Regions from separate parts of the Mus musculus genome. Here region 1 is linked to region 2. A link is a contact called in public promoter capture Hi-C data. All regions are on one chromosome and are shown on one strand. The core of a region is the stretch at or near the end of the contact, and the rest is flanking DNA. Distances in the headings are between cores, read along the strand shown. Region 1 has its middle 16 kb from the start of Gm23058. Region 2 holds the start of Fabp7 (fatty acid binding protein 7, brain).

What was found. Promoter capture Hi-C pulls out the DNA fragments that hold promoters and counts their contacts.
Region 1: a promoter capture Hi-C map of embryonic stem cells shows a contact between it and region 2, with 3 times the contacts expected there. The contact joins the enhancer-like site here to the promoter of Fabp7 in region 2. A contact is called at or near these places in 5 of 39 promoter capture datasets (cranial neural crest, embryonic stem cells, liver and 2 more), 4 of 115 datasets of contacts at active chromatin or transcription factors (astrocytes, bone marrow-derived macrophages, differentiating embryonic stem cells and 1 more) and 1 of 9 other capture datasets (macrophages).

The regions. Positions count from the first base shown.
Region 1 is chr10:58,363,536-58,367,071 of GRCm38.p6, forward strand. It overlaps a transcript of Lims1 not described here. Among named protein-coding and RNA genes, the nearest start is that of Gm23058, 16 kb to the left of the region's middle. Within about 2 kb of position 1,761, at least 42 of the 459 cell types and tissues checked have an H3K27ac peak or open chromatin away from gene starts, as enhancers often do. A contact at or near this core is called in embryonic stem cells and pre-B cells, where this site is marked.
Region 2 is chr10:57,783,381-57,786,691 of GRCm38.p6, forward strand. Fabp7 (fatty acid binding protein 7, brain) reads left to right here and starts at 1,543. Exons shown (of 4, transcript NM_021272.3): 1 at 1,543-1,701; 2 at 2,126-2,298; 3 at 2,885-2,986. The coding sequence starts at 1,629.

The DNA.
Region 1 (3,536 bases), core at 511-3,010, 580 kb after region 2:
TGCTACTATCACATGGCAGTTTTAGGCCTTATTCCTGCTTATACAAAATAGGATACCACTCAGGATTAAATCAACTAAAGTGTAAAGCATTAACATCATGATTGTTGCGATCTGCTGTCTTTAATACCACAGTTCTATAAACTTAGCATGGAGTGGATTTTGTGTTGTTTACTGAGCCCCAGTGGAATAGAGGTCATCTTGCAGTACAAGAATAGTGAGTAGTGGGAAATAGGCCTTGAGGGCAGTTGTGGTGGTTACCTTCGGAAGATGGATACTTTCTCTACAGTAGAAGGGGTCATCTACTAAGAGTGGAAAATCAGGGTGTGACAGGAATGGAGGATTGGGGAGAGCTGTTCAGGATTCGAAGTGTTCTTGTTCAGGACATGATTCAGCTAGAAGCAGGTAAAGGAATCACCCATGTAAGTGTATGTGCTATTCTTGATTGTGTGGATTTATTCTTAGCAACATGTTGCCCTGAAAAAGCCTGAACCCTGCTCCAATCCCAACACACACACACACACACACACACACACTGAATGCCTCTATTCTGCTCCTGTAGCTTATACTGTTGTGTGAAGGACCATCAAATTCTGCATCTCCACGTTTATAATCCTTTCCATCCTGAATTCACACTCTTTATAGCTTTTTTCCACATGACATGTAAATCATGTGGTCTAGAGTCAAAATAGAATTCTGAACTCCCCAGTTTATGAGTCTCCGCACCTGCTCTTTATTCCCTGAGGCACTCCTTACTCCTCCACTTAGAAGGATCTCTCCTCTTTCTTAGTGACCTCCTTTTGGAATTTAGCATGTCCTTGAATGTACTATGTCTGATCTTAGTCAAGATATGTGCCATTGTGTTGAGAGTTAACATCCTCAGAGGCCTCATTAGAGAAAGCTGTTAAGAAAATATTGTAATACAAACAAGAAATGGCTCTTCTGCACTCTCACTGCCTGCATGTCGTTGCTCTGTGGCTGAACTTGTTTCACATTCTTTTTCTTCTTTTAATTAAATATTTAGAAGCAGAAGCAGATATCAGGTACTGTCTTGGTATGTATCAGAGTTGGACTCTGAGATGGATGCTTTATTATAAAACCACATACTGCTGTCCTGCCTGACAAAAAGAGCAGAGATGCCTCAGCATTATTTAATGCCTGCTTTGTAATCACATCCCCCACTTGTTTTAAGAATATGCTTCTATTGTTGGCTTGTTTAAACTGGTATCTAAACAGACTATATTAGTTTAATAATATATTTGATTGCTAGGACCCTATCTCAAAAACAAGTGAATATATCAAAGGAAAGAGCACTCTAGGGATCAAACCCGGTTCCTTATACTTGCAAGGTAATGAATGCTTAGCCCTCTGAGTCATCTCTGTGCCTCAACCACACCTTGTGAGACAGGGTCTGACCTAGCCGGGCTGACCTGGCACTCAGCCATGCACCAAGGATGATTTTGAACTTCTAATCCCTCTGCTGCCACCTGTCCAGCACTGGGCACCACCATTCCCAGTTTTTACGTGGTACCAGGGTTAGAACCCACAATTCTGTCCATACTAGACAAGCACTCAACCAACTTAGATCGCCTGGTAAATTTTGTGGACTTATAAAAACTTTTATTAGATTCGGAGTAGGCCTTAAATGCTAGCTTTCAATGGGCAAGATTATGGCTACATGAAAGTACAGCTCAGGCTGTACTTCACCAGGTCTGTTTTGTTGCTATGTGCATGAAAGAATGTGAAGAAAAATGTTAACAATGCCAGAGCCTGCTACCTCCCTCTCTGCCCCTCCTAGTCTGTTACCTTGGCTTCTCCACCTTGCTTCCTGGTGCAGCCCACACCCTTTTTGCAGTTTTTATCACTCCTATCCTGGCTCTAGCTGCTGTCCTCCCTATCCTGCTGCTTATTGTTTAGTAATATAGATGATCCCATGTTGTTTAGAAGATGTGTTTCTGACTCAGTCAAATTCCTGTGAACTTTTAGTTTTGATTGTGTATGTCTGTGTGTGTGCATGCCATGGTACATGTAAGGGATGTTGTACTAACTTTTCTGTTGCTGTGACAAAACACCACGATCAAGGCAACTTACAAAACACAGTGTTGGATTGGGCTTATGATTTCAGAGGACTTAGTGTCTGTGATGGCAGAGCCAGAGCATGGCAGCAGAAACAGCTGAGAGCTCACATTTTGATCTATAAGCAGGAGACAGGGAGGAACACTGGAAGTGGCACCAATCTTCTGAAACCTCAAAGCCCTTCCTACTGGCTCTTCCCAGCAGTTCCACCAACTGGGGACCAAGCATTCAAATATATGAGCCTAGGGTGTGTGTGTGAGGGAATTCTTACTCAGACCACCACAAAGCACAACTTACAGGAATCCGTTCTCTTCTTCCTGGGTCCTAGGGAATCAAACTCAGGTCCTTAAGTTTCATACAAGTACCTTTACCTCACCAGCACTCCATGAGCTTTTGATGGCTGTTTTTGATGGCTGGTCCACTTGGATGTGTCTTATAAAGTTTGATAAAGGAAACTTTTACAGAGTTCAGAGGCATTGGCAACATTATCCACAGGTGGATCACATTTTTTGGTGATTTTTTTCCCCCCTGTTCTGGACAGTGTTTCTAATAGTTGATATTGCCTTCTTGTCTGTCTGTCTTTCCTTCCTTCCTTCTTTCTTTCCATCCTTCCTTCCTCTCTCTTGCCCCTCCCCTCTTTTTCTTTAAGACAGGGTCTCACTGTATAGCACTGGCTGACTTGGAATTCCCAGTGTATACCAGACTGGCCTCAAACTCACAGAAACCCACCCGTTTCTGTTCCCCACACTAGCGTTTTGTATGTTCTGGCCCTAGTTACTTTGCCCTTGAACCCACTGGCAATGGTACTGAATTGTTGGATCCGCAGCACTGGATCTCATGACAGAGCACTCCTGAGAGACCTTATTTAGGAAGACCTTATGCTTGACAAATAAATATAAGATGAATGAGTGTTGAAAATAATGTAAAACACTAATTTTGCTTTATTAAAGTATGTTTTTAAGATATTTTTATTCTTTTTTAGTTATGTTTAAGAGAGTGTATGTGCACATGAGTGCAGGTACCCATGAGGCCAGAGGTGTTGGCTCCCCTGGAGCTGGAGTTGCAAGTAGTTGTGAGTTGCCTGGCATGAGTATTAAGAACTAAAGTTGGTCCAGGGTAAGTGAAGTAAGTGCCGTCTCTCCAGCTCATAATGAGGTTTCTTTTTTGTTTTGGTTTGTTTTCATTATCTTATGAGATAAAAACTTAGGCTAAAAGAGGATTTGTCTCTATCAAATCCATAGTTAGTTATAAAACAAAATTATTTTTATTGCATATCACATAGAGAAACTAATGGGCTGAAATTGCACAGCTGTTCATATAGTTTATAGACCTTCTGGACCAGCATAAAAGATGCTGGTAATGAACCTTGGTTAATTACAGTTCTGCATAGATGCTGCTTTGTAGCTCCTGTTACTATAAGGAGAAGAAATAGATAATCCCTTAACACTAATGACCACTTCGAT
Region 2 (3,311 bases), core at 293-2,792:
CTGGTTTCCAAGAGATCCTTTGAGAACAGTGTGGTAGCTGCTGCTAAAGAATCAGGCAAAGCCAGAAGTTGCTCACATTTAGGAGGCTTGTGTGCTGGGGGTTGGGAGGATGACTGCTAAATACTGGGGAAGCAAAATGAGCTAAGTCTTTACAGCAACTGTCATTTGTGAGAGTAAACCATTAGAAACGGACGGCAGGTTTGTGGTAGATTCCACAAGGTGGTGGAACTAGTCGCATATGTAGTTCAGACTTGAAGGCACACACGTATGGGGACAGTTCTGGTGTTTACGATAAACAGGTATGCTGCCATCCAGCTAGCACAGCACTAGGCTAAAGCGTACTGAGCCCTTGTCTTCCGTGGGAGCTGCAGAGTGGGATGCATGCGTTGTGAGCTGAGGCTCAAGCTGCGCTGGCAGAAGAGCAGGGGTTGCCTTGTCAGACTCCAGGGTCTCTTTCTCTCTGAGCCTGGGAAAGTGCCACTTTATTGGATCTATAAAGCCGGGGGGGGGGGGGGGGGAGGAATCTCAAGGTGAAGAGGAAGTTCACAGACCCCTCTAACGCCTCTATTAGAACCTTCCAGCTATTCTCTCATACTTGTACACTGAGCTGGCACACAGTATAGGCAAGTTCTATTCGCATCACCCCTCTAGTTCCTGTCTCCCTGGTTATGCAAGCCTCATATTTAGGTAGATGTGACCTTAGGAAACCAAAATATCCTTTAAGATCTTACTAACTGGTTGCCTGTTCAGCTTTTCCACATTGATCCTGTAGCCCCCTCGAGGAGGTGAAGGAAAAAAATCTCCTCTTTGTTTCTCTAACTCATTAATGAATTTTAAGGGCACTCTGTAAGGTTCCTTTCCCATTCTGGTCTGGTTCGTACATTCTGAGAAACACACTGTGTTTGTGTTGAGAGTTGGCTCCCTAGCTACACTGTCTGTCACATTGATGCTCTGAGTAGGGACAGGGTTCATCTAGGAAATATATTTTCACTCACACTCTGTATCTTTTCCTAGTTTGGCATATTCTAGTCTGCATTTGGCTCTCTGTTTAAATATAAAAGAAAACTAAAACACACCCTTCAGACGCCTATGTCTGAAAAATCTGGCATTTCCGTGGGTTTTTCTTTAAGGAGGCCTTCATTTGTAACCAACACCATGCTCTCCTTAAGGAAATCAATCTCAATGCCCTATTATCCTTCCCTTTTCTTTCCTCCCAGTTTGAGGCTGCAGTTGCCTTTTTTTTTCTTATCCCCTGCTGAACCTGAAAAACCCTCTCTTTTCTACAGTTTTCTGTTCCCAGGCCCCGCTGACTTCCTTTAGAGCATGGGGGGGGGGGGGATCAGGATTGTGATGTGTGAACTGGGAGGATCTTGACCTACTCCGCTAACCCAGTGGCCTGAGCAAATCACAAGGAGGATTGGAGCCATCTGCCCAGCCCCTCCCCCACGGCAGCCTGCTGGAAAGAGACAAGTTAGTCATTCAAATGATTGGCTTTTTGCCCGCTTCTTCTCTAAATAAGAAGGCAGCAGCTTCTGCTGAGGTGCAAAGGGTTTTTGTGAATTACGGTGGTGGGTAAGACCCGAGTTCCTCCAGTTCCTGCCTATTTTCAGCTGACTAGGCGGTTAAGGATGGTAGATGCTTTCTGCGCAACCTGGAAGCTGACAGACAGTCAGAATTTTGATGAGTACATGAAAGCTCTGGGTAGGTAAAAATAAGACGTACTGTTTTCTTCTTAACTCTGTATTTTGATCCTTAGAAACCCCCGATTTTACTTACCAGGTTTCTGAAAGACAGGCTGAGCACATTGTGTCAATTATACTAAGACTGTGCATAGCCCACTCAAATAATTCTTACTGTGGTATTTTCCTGCCTTCTTGCGAAGAATCAAATAAAGGGACCATTTGATATCCTGTGGATAATGTGAAGCTTCTGTAACTTTTGGAGAAGGGAGTGAGAAGGTCCTTATTTGTGCTTACCTTGTCCATGGCTAGTGGAGTAACCATTAATCAGGTTTGGACGAAATCTACACTTTAGAATCCAATTCTGGATTCTTAGAGTGACAAGCAGATTTCTGAACTATTTTGGAAGTTGCTGTTAACTGCGCTGGCTCCCTTTGCTGTTTCAGGCGTGGGCTTTGCCACTAGGCAAGTGGGAAACGTGACCAAACCAACTGTGATTATCAGTCAGGAAGGTGGCAAAGTGGTGATCCGGACACAATGCACATTCAAGAACACAGAGATCAATTTCCAGCTGGGAGAAGAGTTTGAAGAAACCAGCATAGATGACAGAAACTGTAAGGTAAGAGGCAGCTTTATCCGGTGAGGATGGGACAGAGGATTCCCAATCTCTCCACAGACATGGAGAAGGGGAACAAGCTTTCAGAATCCCCCTTCAGGAAGAAGGAGCCAGAGCTAACATTCTAGGGTTTACTGGTTGTATCCCAGACACTGAGTAATTTCCAGAGCCAAACTTGCAGGCTATTTATCCTTTTTCACATTTTATAGCAACTTTTACCCAGAGAGTATTGAACCATGTTTATTTGAAAGAAAGACCACACCTTGTTCCTTCTCTCTGATCATCTCAGCTTGACCAATTAGTCCGTCGCACAGCAAAGCTTTGCTTAAGCAAGAAGAGTGACTAGTTCTGTATTTTTATTTCTGATCTATGCTGGTTTTTTGCAACTGGCTGTATACATGGCAGCTGAATCATAAATGGCCACATTTTAGAAAACAGAGATTCTTGAAAGTAACAGAGGATGAAGTGCTGCTGGAATAATTATGAGTGATGTACTCAGTTATGGCCCTCTCTGATAATGCTGTCGTTTGACTTCTGTGAAAAGTGGACTTCTGCCTGTTAACCCCCTTTGATTGGTTGTTGCTCTCAGTCTGTGGTTCGGTTGGATGGAGACAAGCTCATTCATGTGCAGAAGTGGGATGGCAAAGAAACAAATTGTACCAGAGAAATTAAGGATGGCAAGATGGTCGTGGTAAGTCCTAAGGAGTCTGCCTTTTCTGTCCCTGCTTCCCTTCTAAGCATCATTCTTTTGCACTCCCCTCTGGACTCTTCTTCCTTAGCCCCCACTTTTGCTCTCCCCCAACCCCTTATTTTCATCTCAGTTTCTCCTGCCGTTCAAAGTCCCTTAATATGTAAAACAGGAGGAAGGAAAAACTCAGAACTAGTTGTTGCCTCAGGTTGGCACCTGTAGAGTTTTAAAATTATACATCAATTTACCCCAAAAGTGTGTGTCAAGAACCGTGGTCATGGGATTGCTGTGAATGTCCAGCCTTCAACTGGAACTTAAATGTAAGCTA